Linked DNA regions of Rattus norvegicus: region 2 is linked to region 1. The links are chromatin contacts, called in public Hi-C maps. All regions are on one chromosome and are shown on one strand. The core of a region is the stretch at or near the end of the contact, and the rest is flanking DNA. Distances in the headings are between cores, read along the strand shown.

Evidence for each region. A called contact is a pair of places that touch in the nucleus more often than the background predicts.
Region 2: a Hi-C map of psoas muscle shows a contact between it and region 1, with 5 times the contacts expected there. The contact joins two enhancer-like sites. A contact is called at or near these places in 12 of 12 Hi-C or Micro-C datasets (the A7r5 cell line, the Rat2 cell line, Schwann cells and 7 more) and 1 of 1 datasets of contacts at active chromatin or transcription factors (oligodendrocytes).

Annotation. Positions count from the first base shown.
Region 1 is chr7:47,190,704-47,195,011 of GRCr8, reverse strand. All of the region lies in intron 1 of Nav3 (neuron navigator 3), which reads left to right. Among named protein-coding and RNA genes, the nearest start is that of Nav3, 86 kb to the left of the region's middle. Within about 2 kb of position 2,426, at least 8 of the 93 cell types and tissues checked have an H3K27ac peak or open chromatin away from gene starts, as enhancers often do.
Region 2 is chr7:47,361,841-47,366,148 of GRCr8, reverse strand. It overlaps a transcript of Nav3 not described here. Among named protein-coding and RNA genes, the nearest start is that of Nav3, 85 kb to the right of the region's middle. Within about 2 kb of position 2,033, at least 4 of the 93 cell types and tissues checked have an H3K27ac peak or open chromatin away from gene starts, as enhancers often do.

The DNA.
Region 1 (4,308 bases), core at 1,177-3,676:
CATCACTGGACAAATGTAACATTGTATATTCAAATGTAACAATTGTACATGCAAATAAAGATGATAAATATGTGTATGTGTTTGTGTGCATGTGTATGTGTGTGTGTGTGTGTGTGTGTGTGTGTGTGTGTGTGTGTGTGTCAGAGACAGGAAGGACAGTTTCAAGACTTGTCTGCTGCTAACTTCCCAAACAGCACTCTTTGATTAGATAAAAGAGACTCACTGGTCTAAGTGGGATCTACGGGTGACTGACACATGAGGAATAAATGTTTGGCTTCAGTGGCATGGCCTTATGACATAAGAGCAGGTGTGGCAATGTCATTCAAGCTCTCCCTGAGTCTCTTTGCCACTGAACTTGAAGTACAAGTTTCTGCTCGTTCGAACCTGTTCTTTAGTTCAGCATGGAGTTACAACTACCTATTCTTCTAGAAGATGCCAGACCCTGTGTCTTTGGATAATTTTAGGATTCTGTATTTTCCCTCATTGAAGGGAGAACGGATAGGCCCTTTCTGAGGCCAATTCTTCAAAACAATTTAATTAATGTCATGGGGGCGTCTAAGAGCATCCTGGTCCTTGTTAATCCCTGATTTCAACTTCTCTACCTCAGGAATATTCTGCTTCATTGGCAGTTAGTTTACCTGAGTTTGGCAGTTTGGGCATGCACGGGCTTTTCTACTCACTCTTCTATCCTTGCAATAGAAGCTTCACTATTTGTGAGTGGAATGCTAGCCCTGTTCCCACTACCGCTCATTATTGATGATTAGTGTCTTGGCCAGCACCCTCAACCTAAAACTCTTAATACCCATTCTTTTCTCCATGGGGATAGCAGACGAGGAGTCTCCTGTTTACACTTTGAACGCAGAATCATACCGACCTTCTTCTGGGAATCCAAACAATGGGTGACACTGGTTTTTGTTTGTTTTACTCGTTTTACTAATTTTCTTTCATATCGGTGAGCCAGCATTTTGAAGTCAGTTTTGAGTGCATAAGAATTATGCTACACTGAAGTGTGTATGGTGACATGGACATGTATAGGTTCACGTTTGCGTGCACATGTATGTATGTGCATGTAGAAGCCACAGATAGATGTCAACTGTCTTCCTATGTCACTATCTTCCTTTGTCACTATCGTTCTCCTAGTTTTGTAAAAGGGTACCTTCAATAAACCTGGAGTTCACTGGCAAAGCTATACTCACATAGCTACGCTGGCTGACCCGTGAGACCCCAGAATCCTTTTCTCCCTGATCTTCCTGTCCTGGATTACAGAAACGTCCTGTGTCATGACTTTCTTTTACTTATGTGTTGGCAACACAAACGTAGGTCCTCAAGCTTGCACAGCAAGCATCGTCCGCACAGAGCTGTCTCTCCTGGGCAACACAATCAATTATAAAGACACATTAGAGGCCTGTACCTGACATATATTTTTCTTTGGCCATATCAAGTAATATGTCAAATAAGAACAGAGAACAGTTTCAGCGTAATGGTAGCGCGTAAAGATAAAACATTTTAGGTTTGCTAAGAAGATAATGAAAACCCAACCAAGCCATTTTAGTATTTACGTGTGCAATGGTTTAAAATAATTCCGGACTGCTTTGAAACAACAACTTGAAAGTGGCCTGCGACTGTAGAATAGATATTAAAATGTAATTCATAGATACCACATTCCATTTGATTGTAATAGCGAGGCTTCGTCTTGCGTGATGGACTTTGCTTTTGCAGATGTTTCCCATTACAGCTAATCCTCCCTGGGAGATAGGCAGGGAAGATAAGCATATGATCCCCACATTTGTGAGAAGGAAAATCCAGCTCTCTAGTAAGTGGTGGGGCCGGGAGAGGAGCCCAGTGCTTCTGACTCCAGGCTCCAATCTTTCCACATCTGAAAACCTTCAGTAATTTAACGTTATTGGGGCGGGGGAAGTGGGTAGGCTGAGTGGGAAGGTTAAGAGATGGGGGAAATGCACATCAGTTTAGGTCAGCTTCCCTGTCTCGGGAGAATATTTGCTGCTTGTAGTTTCCATTCCTGCTAAAATGTCTTAGCCTGTGTTGCACGTAGATCGTCATAAGTCGCTTCAGTGACTGGGGAAAAAGTTCATAAAGGAAGATAGTTTTTAAAATAGTTTGGGGACTTGAACCTTTCTGTGTCTAAATTCAGCATGACATAGGATGATGATAAGCCTGTCAGCTTTTCGTTTGTTTGTTTTCCACTTCATGAGATCGTTTTCTTAACTCTTTTGTTAGGGATTCATGTGATATCCTCAGCAATCTGGCAATTATGGTCCATTTAAAATGAAAAATTTTTAAGATGAGATTTGGAGGCTGTTAAGGTGGCCATTAATATGATGACTTTGAAGTCCCGCTGCTCTGTTGTGCTCCTGTGGTTCTTTCATTATGACAGTTGTTTGCCTTCGCAGTGTGACAAAGCCCTCATCTACTGTTGCGATTGTCTTGCAGGCGTGTTCCCCTAGTGCCACCTAGTGGTTCTCTCCAGCTATAGCATGTAGTGAAAGAGAAAAAGGTAGCTGATACATTGATTTTTTTTTTTAAAAATGTATTTGTCAAGGTGACCTTAACAGAGAGAGGTCAGAAGTCACCATGTGTAATGTAATGTTTATATGTATGCATACATATATGTTATATGTATATATGCATATAAACTTCTTCCAAATAGTTTTTGGGCTTTTTTGTAGGTATATTTGTTTGTTTATACAGAACTCATAGATCAAGAAATAATTGAAAATTTCAAGAAAACCTGTGCCTTAATGTCTCTTTTACCCTGAAATGTTCACCATTACTTGCTATCAGCACAAAATGGACTGGGCTGCTGAGGTCTGAGTTCCCTTACTTTTGCTGTGGGTTTATAACACAACAGGCAGGACGTTCTCAACTTGTAACTTTAGCGATTTAAGACTAAGCAAATGAAAAGTGTGGTCTTCTCTCGTGCCAACGGATAATAAATGAAGACCTAAAAGAAGGAAGGAAGGAAGAGCTAGAAAGAAAAGGGAAGAATGTTATTTCTCTCTTGAGAAAATTTACCAATTTTATCTCTAATAATGAGAAGGGCTTAAAACACAGGGATGAATGTTTTGCAACAACATTTGTTGTTGGCTTGTGTTTTCTTGGACATACAAGAAGTATGGTATGTTATTGTGTAGTCTATGAATACAGAAACAAATGTGCCTTCTGTGTTGAGAGGTCCTTAAGTTTTTACAATCTAATTATTTTTAATAATATCTGTGCAAGTATTTAAACAGCAGCCTACTTTAGAAGCCTGTGGAGGCCTCAGGATAGTTTCCTGGCCCCACCATCCACAGCCTGTGAAACAGTAGAACTGGGTCTGTCCAGACAATGTACATCCATGAACGTTCATGCATGGACACTGAGGAGGTTGCTCAGTAGGTAAGAGCACCCAGAGAACCCTGGCTCAATTCCCAGTGCCCTCATGTGTCACACTACTGTCTGAAACTCCAGGTCCAAAGGATCTGACACCCTCATACAAATATAAATGCAGGAAAAACATCAGTGCACATAAAAGTAAATAAATAGTTTCTTCAAGGTTCATACATGTTCTTAGGTGATGGTCTTGGCTCTGAAGAACCCCTGACCTGTGCTAAAGAGTTCTGTTGATCAGATTATCACTAATTGTCAGACCAGAGGCCAAAAATTCTGAGTCAGCCGCCTCCATCCTTTTGAAACTGTGTTTCATCCACGAGACCTTCTTACACATATTTTCTAGCATGTCATTTGTCCCCTGCAGTGTTTTGCCAACTTTACCTTTAATTTAGCTCTGCTATTTGTGTCTATGTCTGAACCAAGAACCAAAATGATTTGTTTTATTTATTTTTTTAAATTTAAATTTTAAATTCTACCTTTTTCCTCTTACCTTCCATTCCAACCTCAGCTCCCCATCCTCTGCTCCACTCCTCCCCGTCTTCTCCCTGTTTCCTCTCGCCCCAGATTCACTTCCGCTCTATTTCCCGAGAGAGAGAGAGAGAGAGAGAGAGAGAGAGAGAGAGAGAGAGAGAGAGAACAGGCCTCTTAGGGATATCAATAGAACACGGTCAACAAATTACAATGATATTAGACACAAACCTTTATATCAAGACTGGACAGGGCAGCCCATAAAGAAGGAAAGGCTCCAATGTGCAGGCAAAGGAGTCAGAGACACCACCCGCTCCCAGTGGTAAGAGTCCCACCAGAACAAGAACAAGAAGCCACATAACTATGGTATGTATGTAGAGGACCTCCCTAAGGCCCATAAAGGTGTAGTAGTGTTGCTTCAGTCTGTCATCCCCTAAGAGCCTGGCTTAG
Region 2 (4,308 bases), core at 784-3,283, 170 kb before region 1:
TGGGGTGGAAGAGACACCTAGATTTTTACTTTAAAGCCAGTTAAAAAATAATTCAAAAAACAGACTTCATCTGTTCATTCTATGACATAATACTGTAAATCCCATGAAACTGTAAACTTTATTCTACGAACCAGACTGTGAAATCTATTTATTGTGTCTCATTATCATGAACAGATTATTCAGATTACTACACACTCCCAAACACCTAGGAAATGCTTGTAACTTTAACCCCAGACCTTGTAAAGCAGAGGCAGGTGGGTGTCTGTGCATGGAAGGCCAGTCTGGTCTACATTACAAGTTCCAGGACAGCAACGACATTATAGTGAGATAGTGTTAAGAAGGAGAAGATTTCATGTGAGATCAAGTATAAGTGAAAAGTAACTCATTAGAAAAACAAATACTTTTAGTATAGGGGAAACTAAGGATATTGAATAAAAAGGTTTGAAACATGATAATCTAATTCCATAAATTGTGAAGTAGTAAAGTTTGTAAGCTACAATTTAGGAACAGGTTTAGAAGTGGATGAAAAAGCCAAGAGAGAATCATTATTAAGAATAAAAGCTAAGCAAAATGAATCAAGAAGCTTAGACTCCTAATTATTATGCTCCGTGACTTTATATTGAAATATTGTGTGTGCTTTGTATTCTTCTAGCTCTTGATACTCCTATAGAGAAGTTAGACGCGATTCCATGATTCAGATCTATAATAAGGAAAGTTTGGGGGAAAATAAGTGAAAGAATTAGGAAAAAATAGTCAACCCTCCCTTTTTCTGTTAAGAAAATAATAAAAAAAAATGTGTTTCAGTCCTTGGGTGACCTAGAACCTGATAGTAGATAATGCTAGGACCTAGTGTAAAACAAAATACCATTACTGTTCTACCAAAATACAGGGGGCAGGGGAAGGAAAAGAGGAAGAAAAAGAAGAGAAAATGCAAAAGAAGATACCAATAAAATGACTCCCATTATAACATCCTGCTCTACTCTTAGATTAGTGCCTTGCTTAGCCATCATCATGAAACCTTCCTCCTCCAGCAGATAACAAATATAGACATCTCCAGTCGTACACTATTCAGAATGAGAGGCCATGGAACACATAGTCCAACAAGGGACGCCTCCCTCAGGGCTCAGGAAACCCTGTAGAAGAGAAAGCAGAAAGAATATATGACCCAAAGGAGATGGAGGACACCAAGAAAATGAGTCTCTCTTCTGGTCCCACACTGCTTTCAGTCTCGTAAGAAGTCAGGAGATCTGACACAGAAGAGGGGATGAGTGATTTCCAGAGAAACCGAAGACAATTTTTGGTCCTAGGTCAATGAGCTCTGTCTGTGGAGGGAGAAAGAGTACTAAGGAGGATCTTTTGGAGGAAAGAAATGCAGTTACCACTTGGTTAACTGTATTTCATAGATGATCTAATAGACATTTCTTTACGCATCTGTGTTGGGAACGTGGTAGAAGATTATGCTTCTTTAGAACTGGCAATGATTTCTATGATACCCAGTCATGAATACGAGAAAGCAAATTATCTGTAGTCTGTAACCACTCACCAACTTGATTGGCTTCTCTAATTTCACGTTCGTTTCTGTTCACGCTGTGGTTGGAGAATATTACTAGGGAAGGAAAGCAAAAGTAGGAGAGAAAGAAGAATCTGCTTTCCTGTTACAGGAAGTGAAGAGACTGCAGAACTTGCAAGTGAAGTAAAGAATGCAGTTCGCATTGGTCCATTGGAGAAAAATTAAGAAATTAATAGAGAAATGAGTTAGCAGTCTTGTCCTGTGTGAACTGAACCCATTGAAGGGACTGCTGTGCTGCTCTTGTGAAATCCTTCCAGCTTTATTGTATTTTAAAATGTTCCAGGTAGTGTTTTTAATATAAAATTATGTTTTAATTAGAAATAATAGTGTTGAAATGCTGAGCCTGCAGAAACTACAAATGTAGCACAATTGCAGTCAGAATGAAGCCATCAAGGCCAGACTGAAGTACAGAGAGGCCCACCCTGCCGTCAGCAGGAGGGTAAGAGCGTTTTCCTGTGGGAGAAGTCCGAATTGGCTTATGGGAGTATGAGTCAGCAGACAGGAAAGAGTTTGAAAACAAAGTGAAGAGAGGGGAAAAAAAGCCACAAAAATCAAACTCCTAAAATTGTAACGTGTGGATTGGAGCCACGGCAAAAAGCCTGGTGTCTCTGCTCAGCTATGATTTCTTTATCGGGGATTATTAGTGTCTTTTACTCTCCCGAGTTGCCCTTAAGGCCCTGGGCAGGAGTCATATAGTAGGGTTGACGAGGTTTGCCAAAGAGGTCCACAGTGTTGGGATGCTGATATGTAATGAAGAACAGATGGGGCTTCGAGATGCACATTACGATTCTTCAGAAGAGTTGGACTCAGAGAGCATTGCTCCAGAGGAAGGGCCTAGAGACAAGAGGAACTAGGTCAGACTTGTATTGAAGACGTTAAGACATTAGCTTGAGCATTGCAAGGAGCCACTGAATTGGGAAACTAGTGTGATTGGTTTGGGACTTGTTTTTATAAAGGGTTCTCCGGCAATAATATGAAAATAAGCAGAACTATGAAATATGAACAGAGCGATGAGGAAACGTATGATACTGCCATTGGTTAATATCTAAAGTTTCACCAGCAGGGGAGGGGACTGATAGGAGAGACATTAAGGAGGCAACTTAATGCTGCTTAGGGGAAGTGTGAAAGAGGGACAGGGCCTTCATTCCTGTATTTGTGACTGGGTAAACAGAACTGAAGGGTGAAGGACAGTTTGACTTAATGGGGAAAGCAGGAAAAGTAGTTATTCGGGAGATTAAAAAAAAAGTCAGTTTAACCGGAGAGATCCTGAGTCTGTGTGTTGTGAGAACTTCCTTGTGGAAAAATGCAGTGTTTGGTTTAAAGTCTCAGAGAAGCTGGGAGAAAGTCGGCGAGGATATATGGGCCCACGTTTACCTGTGTGGATCGCCAGTAAACATAACATGTATAACCTGGACATAGCTGCAATCACCCCAAGAAGATACCGCAAAGTTCCAGAACATTGCCTGTCATCACCTGACAAATAGAGGTCGCACAGTCGAGAAGAGGAAATACTGCAGTTACATGTATCGTGGAGTCTGCAGAGTTCCGTGGGAAACAGCACAGAAACAAAGCGGCCGTGAGCTGCCCCAAGGACGGGGATGGTTGAGTTTCCTCAGCACCAAACTCGTTGGGAAGTAATAAGTGTTACTGATCTGGTTTTGTCACTTTATTCTTTCTTCTCCTTTTCTTAATTTTGGTTTAGAGAATGAATGAAGACCTTACAGAAGATTATAAGGAAGGAAGGGAGTAAACACAGCTTGACTGATAGACTCTAGACATTTAGAAGGAAGGAAAGACAGACAGTAAAGACACTCTGGAATTTTAATGCCGTTGGAGATTTTGCATGTTGGATATGTAAGTGTGTTTTTATGTGTGAGGGCACATGTGTTTGTGGAGGCTCACAGTTGATGCCAAGTGCCTTAACCTCTCTCCAGTTTTAGTTACTGAGGCAAGATCTCTTGGTGAATCCAAATTTTGCCTTTTCAATTCATCCCTTCCTTCGAAATCCTGGGATGCCAGTTGAGCTGACATCCTGTGCACTTGAACTTCAGTCCTCACTTGCCAATTACTTTATCCACTGACCCATCTTCATAGATTCCTATATTTATTACCTTAGAGATGAAAAAAATCACCTAATAGCTAAGAAGAGATTCTGAATAAAAAAGAAACGACTGAAAAACACTTCAGTGCCAAACAGCCTCCAGGGATAGCACACTGAACTTGGATCCAGTAAGGACGGGCATATCTTTGTTCACTGGTACTGTGAAGACAGAAGTAATGTTAGAAGCAGGAATTCTGGGAACCTGTCAAATTCCTAACATTACCTCTTTGTGTTCTATGAAATAGCCATTTCTCCTTTCCCTGATTTCTTGTTGCATTTGAAATCTTCGTTTACAGTCTTTTAAATCTTCAGGATTGCTGTGCACTTGAAACCCAAGGCCTCTGGGCCGCCCTAATTCCCAGATTCTGGCTATAGGTTGAGCAAATGATAAGTTTTAAGGAAAACGTCCTCTGTCTGCACATAATGAGTACCTAGAACTAACACTGAGTTTTGAAGCAGTAATCAATGAAACTCACGGAGATCAGGCAGTAATAACAACTGAGGTTTGAGATCTGTGTATGGGATATAATTTTACAGCCCACACAGATGATTTACAACCTGGCCTCAAAGATAGGCATGCAGAAAATTGCACAATTTGCCTTATTATTTATTTATTTGTTTGTTAGGGCTCCAAATG